4 separate regions of the Mus musculus genome follow, and all the other regions are linked to region 2. Evidence: chromatin contacts called from public HiChIP or PLAC-seq and promoter capture Hi-C data. All regions are on one chromosome and are shown on one strand. Each heading gives the region's core, a stretch centred on a gene start, on an enhancer-like site or on the middle of the called end of the contact. The rest is flanking DNA. Distances are from core to core; before and after follow the strand shown.

Region 1 (2,700 bases), core at 36-2,535, 340 kb after region 2:
GTGTTAATTTAGGGTTTTATTGTTGCTTGTTTGTTTTGTTTCTATAGTATATAGGTCTAGGAGGAGATGAGATTTTTGGTATAAGAAGGGAGGCAGGAGAGGTGATAGCATTCATTAGTGGAGGGGACAGAGGAAGGAAGGGAGGAAGGGAGGGAGTGGGGCAGGGAGCTCTTCCAAGCCTGAGGGCTGGGGGCACAGGGAAGAGTGTGGTGTGGCTTCATTCCAGATGCTGGACGATTGGCTGCCTCCCTACCCACCATACTGTTATAACCCCCATGTTCAAAACTCCCTGGCTTGGCTTCTGAGTTTCCAGATAGGTTTGACCCAATAGACATTTCAAAGAGCAGAATAATCCACCCTGTCCCCTGCTCTGCACCCACAGGTCTTGGCAAGAGCTAAGGCAGGGTCTCAATAATTCCCACAGACGCAGAGAAGCTTGGGAAGCAGGGTCCAGGCATTGATGAGCATGTCTGAACTCAGTCTCCAGCCTATAATTAGTAGTATAATCCTAAGTCACATGACCTTGGAGTCTCAGTTGTTCTCAGCCTGATGAAGACAGAGGACCCAAGTTACTGTGTTATTATCAGAATTAGATACATTATTGTCATATAGCAAATTATTCATGCTGAGCAGGGGGTAGCGGGCATGAACCCCCAGAACCCAGCAAAACATGCCCTTTAATTACTCAAGCATTTACCCAAACCCAAATATCAAAAAAAGAAAATGTTGCTCATTACCACTAATACATCGCTATAAACTCATCAGAATAACCAGTACCAAATCACCTTGAGCATAGGGGTCCTTAGAAGATGGAGAAACAGCATCTCTGGTTTTGTAAGCCAGCTGCAACTGTGATATGATGAATTTGTGTTTCTTTGTAGGCACCAGTGGAGATCTCAGCACATCCCAGGATCGAGTTCTGGAGGGTATGTATGAAAAGGGGAGACTGTTAGCAAAAGCCACGTTCATCCCTGGGATGAAGAGTTAATTTTTAGTAACCGACATACTACAGGGGAGAAATGGTTCTTTGTTCTGTTTTGTTTTATTGTTCTGACTATACTGTACTGAGTCGAAATTTTAAACCCACAAGTGCTCTTAACTCTAATGCTCTGACTACTAATTACTATTGTAGCAAATACTCAGAGAGCCAAGTGCCAGGCACTGACCTAAGTGTTCCCATTTGACTCATTCAGTCATCAAAACAATGCTGAGAGCTGTGACATTCCTAGCTGTATTTCACAAACAAGGAACCAGGACATGCAGAAGCTGAAAAACCAGCCTTTAGGCAAACAGCTAACTAAGGAAAAGAGCTGGCTCTCAGACAGAGCCATTGGCTCCTGTGGACAACCCGCCCTTATTAGACATCACTCCTCCCGTCCATTTGAACTTAGAACACAGAGTCAAATTTTCCTGTCTTCATGGAAAGAGTATGAAGTTTTCTTTTTCTCATTAAACAACTTATTTGCAGGGACCAGATGACTCGGTGGTTAAGAGCACTGACTGCTCTTCCAGAAGACACACGTTAATTTTCCAGCAACCACATGGCAGCTCACATGGCTGTAACTCAAGTCCCAGGGGATCCAACACCCTCTTCTGGCCCAACGTGAATGAGGTACACAGACATACACATAGGCAAAACAGTCATATGCATTATAAATAAACTTTAAAAAATTATGGAATGTTTTGTCCTAGTTTTATTTCAAAGTTTCTATTTCTGGACAAAACATCATGACCAAGAAGCAAGTTGGCGAGGAAGGGGTTTATTCAGCTTACACTTCCACACTGCTGTTATCACCAAAGGATGTCAGGACTGGAACTCAAGCAGGTCAGAAAGCAGGAGCTGATGCAGAGGCCATGGAGGGATATTCCTGACTGGCTTGCTTCCCCTGGCTTGCTCAGTTTGCTTTCTTATAGAACCCAAGACTACCAGCCCAGAGATGGTCCCACCCACAAAGGGGCCTTTCCCCCTTGATCACTAATTGAAAAAATGCCCTACAGCTGGATCTCATGGAGGCACTTCCCCAACTAAAGCTCCTTTCACTGTAATAACTCCCGCCTGTGTCAAGTTGACATACAAAACCGGCCAGTACAGGTTAGATCAAACAATATAGAGATCTATGACTGACAGCTTGCTAAGTACCACAGAGCTGAAACAACTGTGCTCTTGGTTCGTGAGCTTGGCTTTGCCTGGCAAAGCCTAAGTAGAAAGTTATACAAAGGCCATTGGTCAAAGCAGCAGAAAATTAAAAGATGAGACAATGGCCCATTGGAGGGCCAGGAGAGGGGCACTCTGAAGGCAGGGATGTATGAAAGAGACAAGTTAGGGGGTGTTCTGGCATCCCACGAGCTGCTTGATGCTCATGGTTCCTCTGCATTCCACCGTTAGGTCAGCCCCACGCCGGTCAATGCCATTTCCTCCACCTCAGCAGCTTAGTCTCACACTCAACTTGCAGAAATCACGTCTGATCACCTCACGTGTGTTTCGCACAGAAGTGTTTCTTCCCTGGTTCTTCTCAGAGCTGTCATTATATCTGCAGCCCTGTAGCCCGTGGCTTCCTAGAATCTAGACAACTCAGCTTAGAAGAATGGGGGCACCAGAACACATGTTTTTGAGTGTGGTACCTAAGGTACTAACACGTAAATATCTACACACAAGAGGGGTTGGGAAACCCAATGGTCAGCAGCAGTAAAAGTTAAAGG
Region 2 (2,700 bases), core at 172-2,671:
GTGGGCATGGGGGCAATAAAGGGAGTGGGAGAAAACCCTCGCTCTGCCAGAGTTCCCGTGCTCTGGGCAGGTGGATTTGGAGGACTGCCCACACACTTTCCATGAAGCACCAGGTGGGTGTCTGGCTGTGGACCCAGCCCGCGGAGGGTGGACAAGGGGCAGTCCTTGGTCTTTGGGCCTCACAGAAGCCAGAGATAATAGGTTCTCAGTCCCGGGCATCCCAGACAGTGATGGACACAGCAGAAGAGCTGAGAACAAAATGGGGACCCTGGGGGAGGCTTGGCCAGCCCTGGGGCTGAAGGGAGGAGAGGGCAGGGAGAGAGGGGATGTTGGGTGCTCCTCACGCTGGCGAGAGTCCTTGGTCCAGAGCGCAGGCAGGCCTTCCAGCGGGAGGTTAGATGCTGCTCCTTAGGGGAAAAGCCTATCCCATCATTCAAGCATGGCAGGCTTTGATGAGCAGAGACAGTCTATGGCTTTAGAGCTTTATTGTAGAAAGACAGGAAGAAAGAGAGAAGGTAGAAAGAAAGAGAGGGGCGGGCCATGACCACGTGGAGAGAGGGGGGAAGGGAGAGAGAGATAAGGAGGGCTAGTGATGAGAGTAAGAAAGGTGAGAGTTTAAAGAGAGAGAGGAGGGGCCAAGCGGCCCCTTTCCTTTTATAGTGGGCTGGGCTACCTTGCTTTTGCAGGATAGCTGTGGGGAGGAGCATACCTGGCTATAGTCAGGTAACTGTGTGGGTGGAGTCTAGCCAGAATGCCAGAAGCTCAGGACATTGTCTGCGTGACTTATAGTCACCGAATTATGGAGTTGGTGGCTCTGTGGTGTCAGGCACCTGTCTCTGGGAACGTGGTTCACTGTTCTGTCCCTTGTAGAGTGTCCTACTGGGTCTCTACTGGGTCACCAGAGCAAGCCTCATTCAACCAAAACAGGCTGTCTTTCACGGTCCCACACTGTTCCCCCCTCCCCTTCTGGTATATAACATTGAGGCAATTAGTATTTTGTTTGCTCTTTTAAACAGAGACCCAGTGATAATGATTCACCCCCCTGGAAGGTTTGCTTCCGGTATGTGTGGGCCTCAGTGGCTGGGTAGCCCAGAAAGTACACATCATGAATCATCTACAGACGGCTATGCTGCCCTTGGTTTACAAATACTAGATATACCACAGGTTCTGCTCCCTGACCTCGAAAAATCTGGCTAGGTGTGGGGCAGGGATAGAGGTGGTAAAGATATGGTATAGAGACATGCTAGTAAAGATACAGTTTACTAGGTGGGTATATTGTGCAGGAAGAAAGTGTAATCAGAGTAGAAAGGGGTTGGGTAGCCAGGGCAAGTGAGAATTAATATGGCAGGTAGCTGAGCTGCAGCATAGGGAATTAGTTAACTGAACACCCAAAGAAAGCAAGAGAATCAGACACAGAGATTAGCGAAGGGATCAAAGAGCAAGTTCAAAGTTCATACCTGACCTGCTCATGGAATAGCAAACACTGAGGATATCTAAGAGGGGCCCACAGCAGGGAGGAAAGGAAACTGGAACCTATGAATTCTTGGAGGACTGTAGGCAGGGAGCAGCCCGACATAGAAACTGTAAGGGGATGACTCCGGCTTCTGCTTCACTTCGAGCAGACTGCAGCGGGCAGGTCTGGAAACAGAAAGGTCCATTCGAGATGTTAGTTGGTTCATGTAGAGGGTTTGTTTGCTGTCTCTGGATGAGAGAAATGGTGACTGCAAGCAGTTATACTATGGGTGTGTTTGGAAGGAGGCATCAGTAGGATTTGCTGGTGGAGGAAAGGCCGGCAGGAGTGTGGGACAGTTATAGGCATTCTGGCCTGAGGGATGAGAGGAAGGGGACTGTGGTAAAACTGCATGGAAATGATGTTGGAAGAGTAGGTGTAGAGGAAAGACCAGGACATCCACTGGGGATTGCTAAATGTGATCTTCCTACTAGATGGTTAAGGGCAAAGGCCATTTGGAACATATCAAGAGTTGAGGGGTAGGCTGGCTGGAGATCCAAGAGTGAGTCAGCTAATGATGCCAGAAATAATCATTTCTGTGCCAAGAAATGATTATTGAGTAGTCAAATTGCCTGCGTAGAAAAAGGTGGGTGCCTTTGAGGCAGAAGGTTTATGATGGAAGCAGTTTGGACTGCCTGGAGACTAGTGTGGTAGATGATGGAGGTAGGAGCCAGGTCCTTTATGGCTTTTGATACTGTGAAAGAGACTTTGGGTTTCATCTGAGAGCAACAGGGAGAATTCCAGAAGGGTCTTTAGCATGGATGTGATTACACTCACACTTTAGGAAGATCACAGGGAGGAGAGGAGAGGAGGCAGAAGACCAGGCCTCATGGCAACTTTCCTTGAGTTCACAGTGTAGGAAGTATCTCACATCTGGGTTTAACATACAAATGTGTTCCCTTCACTCTTCTGAGAGGAGAGTGTCAGACCTGAGCAGCACAAATCTGAGGATTAAGAAAAGCAACGGGGGGGGGGGGGGGGCTCTGGAGAGATGGCTCAGTGGTTTAGAGCACTGATTGCTATTCCAGAGCTCCTGAGTTCAATTCCCAGCAGGCACATGATGGTGGCTCACAACCATCTGTAATGGGATCTGACGCCCTCTTCTGGTGTGTATGAAGACAGCTACAGTGTACTCATATACATAAAATAAATCTTTTTTTTTTTTTTTAAAGAAAGAAAAGAAAGGCAGC
Region 3 (2,700 bases), core at 54-2,553, 280 kb before region 2:
AGTTCGAGGCCAGCCTGGTCTACAGAGTGAGTTCCAGGATAGCTGGAGCTATACAGAGGAAACCCTATCTCGAAAAACCAAAAAAACAAACAAAAACCCCACAACTTCTTTTACAGACCTAGAACTTATCCTCTTGTCGAGAGCCTAGATGGATGCCAAATTTTCCATCATGTCACATCTGCCCTGCTGTTTTGGCTCCAGAAATGCCTCCACTATTACTCGTTTGTTTTTCTACAGCTCCTCTCTCACTTGCCACCACTACCTGATACGTATACACGTATACTCGTATACACACACATATCGGAATAAATCAAATTTTGTTTTATGAGACAAGATTTCTATGTGTAGTAGCCCCGGACTCAAGAGATCGAACAATACCTTCCACCACCAAACCCCAGTGCTGGAATGAAAGGCTAGAGTCATGGCTCCCAATTTTGTGTTTTCATTCTTGCCACCCGGAAACAAATTCTTTCATCTCTTTTCGCACCCTCAGGTCACGTGGCCGGCCCTCCCTTCCTCCAGGAAGGTCTGGCCTTAGGCGTAACTGATCTCTCATTGCCCTTTGGAGCGGATACACTGTGCACCTCAAAGCCAGACTCAGGCTCGTGCACCCCTCAGACTGAGGCGCCCTCCCTTTCGACCGTTATCTACAGCGGGGCTATCCCGTTGCGCGGTGTAATTCCGCCATCACTTACTAAATCATGCATTCATTTTCCTACCACCTGCTCCTCATCCCGCCCCACCCAGCCATGCCCCGTCACCAGTGCGGAGCGGGAGGACCTGCAGCGAAGCCCCGGACCCCAAAGCGGGCACCCCCACGGGGCCCGGGTGTCCCGGATTAGAACCGCGGACGACCCCCCACCACCACGCGCCGGGTGGCGTCGAGCCGCTACCCCTACACGCAACTGATTACAGACACCCGCCGCCCGTCAGGCCGAGTGAGGAAGAGGCCTCCGAGAGCGGCCAGTCTGTGCAAGGAACCCCAGGGCCTAGGGCCACGGGAGCTCCGCTGCGCGAGGCGCCCACGGCCCGTAAATCCGGGTACCCGCCGCGCTGCCCCTCCCCCACACGCTCGCCCGCCCGCGCCTCACAACAAAGCCACGGCTGAGCCGCGGAGGCCGGCGTCGGCCCGCAGCAATGAGCCCGCGTCCGGGGCCGCAACGCCCCCTTTCTTACCCTCCTCCGCTTTTCCGTGCCCGAGAGCACAGCCTTCTTAGGCGAGTTCGCAGCGCCAACCTTCCACGAGAACGGCGAAAGAACACACCTCACCCGCATGGAAGCAGCGGCGAAATGGCTCCGACTGCAGGACCCAGGGGGCGGAGTCGGCGACTCGCGCCTGCGCGGTAGGCCAACTCCGGAGCCAGCACGCCCCGAGGGGGCGGGGCTTGAACCACTTCCGGGCGCCAAACCTGAGGTCGCGCGAGATCTGCTGGCCTAGGCCCATAATTTCCTGTCAGTCGCTAACCAGCTTGGTTTCTGGAAGTTATGTCTCCTTGCCTTTGTCTTTGTAGAGCAAGCTAGCCCACCACTTAACGCAGTCCACTTGCCTCCACCTCTGAAGGCAAAATTTAGAGACATGCCACCATGGATCTCCTTTTTGATAGTTTATCTTACGTAAGGGCAGTGTTACAGGATTAATCCTTTCAGAGTTTATCAGAATAGCCACTTTAAAATATGCCAAAGCAATGTATTTATGGGTGCTGTATGTTAAAATACAAGGACTGAAGTATTTCTGCTTCATCAAAATGCTGCAGGCAGCCGGGCAGTAGTGGCGCATGCCTTTAATCCCAGCACTTGGGAGGCAGAGGCAGGCAGATTTCTGAGTTCGAGGCCAGCCTGGTCTACAAAGTGAGTTCCAGGACAGCCAAGCCTACACAGAGAAACCCTGTCTCGAAAAACCAAAAGAAAAAGAAAAAAGAAAAGAAATAAAATGCTGCAGGCAGTGTGTAGCATGGTGGCACTTGCCTCCAGTCACAGCACCCAGGAAACAGAGACTGACAGACCTCCGTAAGTTCAAAACAGTCTGGTCTATGTTTAAGGAAGGCCAGGGCAACATAATGAGATCCTGTCTAAACAGCAAAGGAACAAAAACCTTAGAAGTTAAAAGCACTTGTTGCTCTTGTGGAAGGCTTGGATTCAGTTCTCAATCACACAGTGGCTCACACACAACCATAACCTCCATTCCAGGGGACCCAGCAGGTACAACCATGGTGCACTGACCTACAGGCCATAAGACATAAAGTAAAATGAATCTAAGACAAGAAAGAGAGCCCTGGCTTATTGGTTTATTGCCAGGGGTGGTGGTATATGCCATTAATCCCATTGTAGTAAAACCCATTACCCCACCAAAAAGAAAACCCTAGCTCAAGACACAACTTCTCCACTTACCTTTTGGCTGGGGAGAGGGACGAGGGACTCTTTTTTTTTTTTTTTTTTTTTTTCCAAGACAGGGTTTCTTTGTGTAGCCCTGGCTATCCTGGATTTGTAAACCAGGCTGTCCTGGGACTCACAGAGATCTGTCTGCCTCTGCCCCACCCCTCACCCCTCAGGCTGGGATTAAAGGCATGCTCCCAATTATCTCAAAATCCTGTGTTTTGTTTAGCTTCAAGTGAGAAGACTCTTGAGTTTAATACTTGTTTTGAGGGGTGTTGTATTTTTGAAGTACTGAAGAGTAACTCAAGGTTACCCTACTACTAAGCT
Region 4 (2,700 bases), core at 122-2,621, 380 kb after region 2:
TAAATCACTTGCAAAACAAAGTGTGTCCAGTCAGTAGATAGATGAGGGTGTGGGCGTGTTTGGTAATTGCACAGCACTGCCAAGATCAACAGTTCGCGTGCACAATTATTCATTAATCTAAATACATGTAGAACAGAAGCGCTCGGTACCAGGACTGAAAGCCCTATGACCAGTGCTGCATTCCTGATAAAATCGCCAGCATTAGTTTGACCTCTAAGGCGAGACCTCTGAGGGAAACTGTTGAACGAATAAATGGATGGAGCCCCCATCCAAAGACCTTCCTGTTTCTGCTGATAGAAACTGTATCTCTTTCATATTTCTTTCATAGTTACTACCTAGCTTCTACTAACTCACCAGGGTAGGTGGATCACTCCCAGAAGGGTACCACTCAGATGGAGCAGGGACTTCATCCCAATCCCTGGTTCTTCAAGAACCAGACAAGCAGAGTGAGTGCCCGAGGAGATTTGAGGTGGAAGACCACAGGGGGAGTGAGATCTACAGCCAGTAGAGAGTAGGAGTCATTTTAACAGGAACACCAGCTGCTGCTAGTCAGCTAGAACAAGTTAGGATTAAGGCAGAGGGAGGGAGAGAGAGAGAGAGAGAGAGAAAGAGAGAGAGAGAGAGAGAGAGAGAGAGAGAGAGAGAGAGAGAGAGAGAGAGAGAGAAAGAGAGAAAGAGAGAAAGAGAGAAAGAGAGAGAGAGAGATGCAGATTTGTGTTTTCAGCCAAGTGATGCACCACTGTCTGAAGTTCTCCTTCTCACCACCACATGCCTAGGACTCAGCAGGATCAGACTGGTACCTGTATAGAGGAGAAGGCAGGCAGTATTATTTAGTAAGACATAGAGCCCCTTCCCCAATTGCCTTTTGTGATGGACATGACATTGAATTCTGAGATCTCTGTATTTAAAAGAGGGAATGTCTCTGTTCCCACAGACAAGACAAGGTGGCAAAGAGTGTCAGGTGTCAGGGCACCCCTCCCCCAATACACACACACACTTCTGACAGCTCTGGTGTTCACCTGTAGGCTAATCTCTGCCCACAGGCCTGGACCAGGCTTGACAACAGCTCCTCCCTCAGACCGCCCCAGCCCTGCTGGGTGGCGGTTGATGATTCCCTGGCTGTTTGTTCTGCTAGAGGAGACAGAAGACTGCAGTGTGCTGGAATCCTGCCCTGCCCACTCTGCACAGCTGCCTCCCCCAGCACATGGAAGCTGCTGAGCAGACAGAGAATCAAAGATGATTACGGGCTGCTGGAAAACCGTGCGCTTCTGCCTGGCTGCATCTGCCTGCCAAGCTGTTATGTAAGCCACAGACCCGTTCAGGCCTGGAACCAAACAATGCTGCTGACAGCCCTTCTGTGACCTGCTTATCAGCTAAGCTGCCAGAAACCCTGCCTCACCTGGAGCACACCTGCCCCTTGAGAACTTTGCCCATCCTGCGCTGACAAGCCATTTTCATATTTGTTTTGGGGTTTCCCTGTCTCTGCTCCCTTCCAGCACAGACATATGGGTGGGTCAGGGCCAAGAGTTGACTTTGGTCAGATTCCAAGTGACTAAGACATTTAACTCTGGAAAGCTTCGTTTCACAACCCAGGGGTTGTTTTTCAGCCTCCTAAGTGAATAATTCACTTTGGCTGTTTAGACACTAGAGCTGAACTCCTGGAGCCCCCAGATGACCTCCTGCCTGGAGAGGGACTGACCGATCTGCTCTGATAACCAAAAACTTATTTAGGGATCCTAGATATGCCCCACAGCCAAAGGCACCAAATTTGATGCCGAAGAACTTTACTTCCAGCATGTCCATGACTCGGTTAAATTTGTTGGTTTCTCAGCACTTCAGTTTCTTAGGTCTCTCTCTCTCTCTCTCTCTCTCTCTCTCTCTCTCTATTGTAATGCAGATGTCTGCAGTAGGCACACAGGAAAATTCAAGCTGAAATATTAGCTGTGCCCACGTTCTTTAAGCATACGTATTCATGTATGCAAGTATGTACTTGTTTTTGCATAGTGTGGCTTCCCTAGGTTGATAGCCGGTACCTTTCTCTTTCTCTCCACTCTATATATCGAGACAAAGTCTTGCAGTTGAACCCAGAACTCACACATGTAACTACTCTGGCTAGTCACCTTGCTCCAGAGAACCCCTGTCTCCAATTTCTGATCACTGGGATTACAACAGGGGGGTGGCCACCCTCATCCAGACTTTGTGCCGGTTCTGGGAATCCAAACTTCAATCTTCATGCTTGCATGGCAAGAATTTTAAATGCTAAGCCATCCTTTTAGCCTTTATTTTCAGCATTTCCAGAAGTATTGCCATTGCATCTGAAACCAGCTCCCAGTCCCACCAGTGTTGATGGTGTTTATGCAGGACATAGGCATTCAAACCTAGATGACACGGGTTTTCATTACTCTCCTTTTTGCGATCATAACTGGTGGTACCCCAGAGTCTGGGCTCATATGTTGGGACTTGGACCTTGGAGTTGGGTTTAACTCTGATCAGAGGCCATAAGACCTGTGCTGTAGCTTGAACCTCGCTGCATAACTGGACTGTCTTGAGCTCCTTTTTTTCCTGCATCACTTTATAATGCACAGGCTCTAAGGGGTCCCATTCCGACGTTGGCTGATGGCTGACCATATTCACCTTCATCTGTTCCAGCCTGGAAAGGGTGAGTAGGAGAGTCTCCATTGCTGAGAACAGTCTATTAGC

What was found. Promoter capture Hi-C pulls out the DNA fragments that hold promoters and counts their contacts. HiChIP or PLAC-seq counts read pairs in DNA pulled down with a chosen protein or histone mark.
Region 1: a contact with region 2 is called in an HNF4G HiChIP or PLAC-seq map of pancreatic cancer cells. The contact joins two enhancer-like sites. A contact is called at or near these places in 1 of 484 Hi-C or Micro-C datasets (embryonic stem cells) and 3 of 115 datasets of contacts at active chromatin or transcription factors (extraembryonic endoderm stem cells, microglia and pancreatic cancer cells).
Region 3: a promoter capture Hi-C map of liver shows a contact between it and region 2, with 2.5 times the contacts expected there. The contact joins the promoter of Dhx9 here to the enhancer-like site in region 2. A contact is called at or near these places in 3 of 39 promoter capture datasets (the C10 cell line, hippocampal neurons and liver), 7 of 115 datasets of contacts at active chromatin or transcription factors (bone marrow-derived macrophages, embryonic basal ganglia, embryonic limb bud and 4 more) and 1 of 9 other capture datasets (adipose tissue).
Region 4: a contact with region 2 is called in an HNF4G HiChIP or PLAC-seq map of pancreatic cancer cells. The contact joins two enhancer-like sites. A contact is called at or near these places in 1 of 115 datasets of contacts at active chromatin or transcription factors (pancreatic cancer cells) and 1 of 9 other capture datasets (embryonic stem cells).

What each region holds. Positions count from the first base shown.
Region 1 is chr1:154,111,411-154,114,110 of GRCm38.p6, forward strand. Gm46165 (a long non-coding RNA gene) reads left to right here. Exons shown (of 4, transcript XR_001779496.2): 3 at 882-926; 4 at 1,469-1,499. LOC108167736 (a long non-coding RNA gene) reads right to left here. Exons shown (of 4, transcript NR_168298.1): 2 at 786-919. Among named protein-coding and RNA genes, the nearest start is that of Gm46165, 49 kb to the left of the region's middle. Within about 2 kb of position 1,286, at least 44 of the 459 cell types and tissues checked have an H3K27ac peak or open chromatin away from gene starts, as enhancers often do. A contact at or near this core is called in pancreatic cancer cells, where this site is marked.
Region 2 is chr1:153,769,085-153,771,784 of GRCm38.p6, forward strand. No RefSeq gene overlaps it. Among named protein-coding and RNA genes, the nearest start is that of Gm41974, 15 kb to the right of the region's middle. Within about 2 kb of position 1,422, at least 21 of the 459 cell types and tissues checked have an H3K27ac peak or open chromatin away from gene starts, as enhancers often do. A contact at or near this core is called in liver and pancreatic cancer cells, where this site is marked.
Region 3 is chr1:153,486,357-153,489,056 of GRCm38.p6, forward strand. Dhx9 (DEAH (Asp-Glu-Ala-His) box polypeptide 9) reads right to left here and starts at 1,304. Exons shown (of 28, transcript NM_007842.2): 1 at 1,177-1,304.
Region 4 is chr1:154,149,155-154,151,854 of GRCm38.p6, forward strand. No RefSeq gene overlaps it. Among named protein-coding and RNA genes, the nearest start is that of Zfp648, 51 kb to the right of the region's middle. Within about 2 kb of position 1,372, at least 171 of the 459 cell types and tissues checked have an H3K27ac peak or open chromatin away from gene starts, as enhancers often do. A contact at or near this core is called in pancreatic cancer cells, where this site is marked.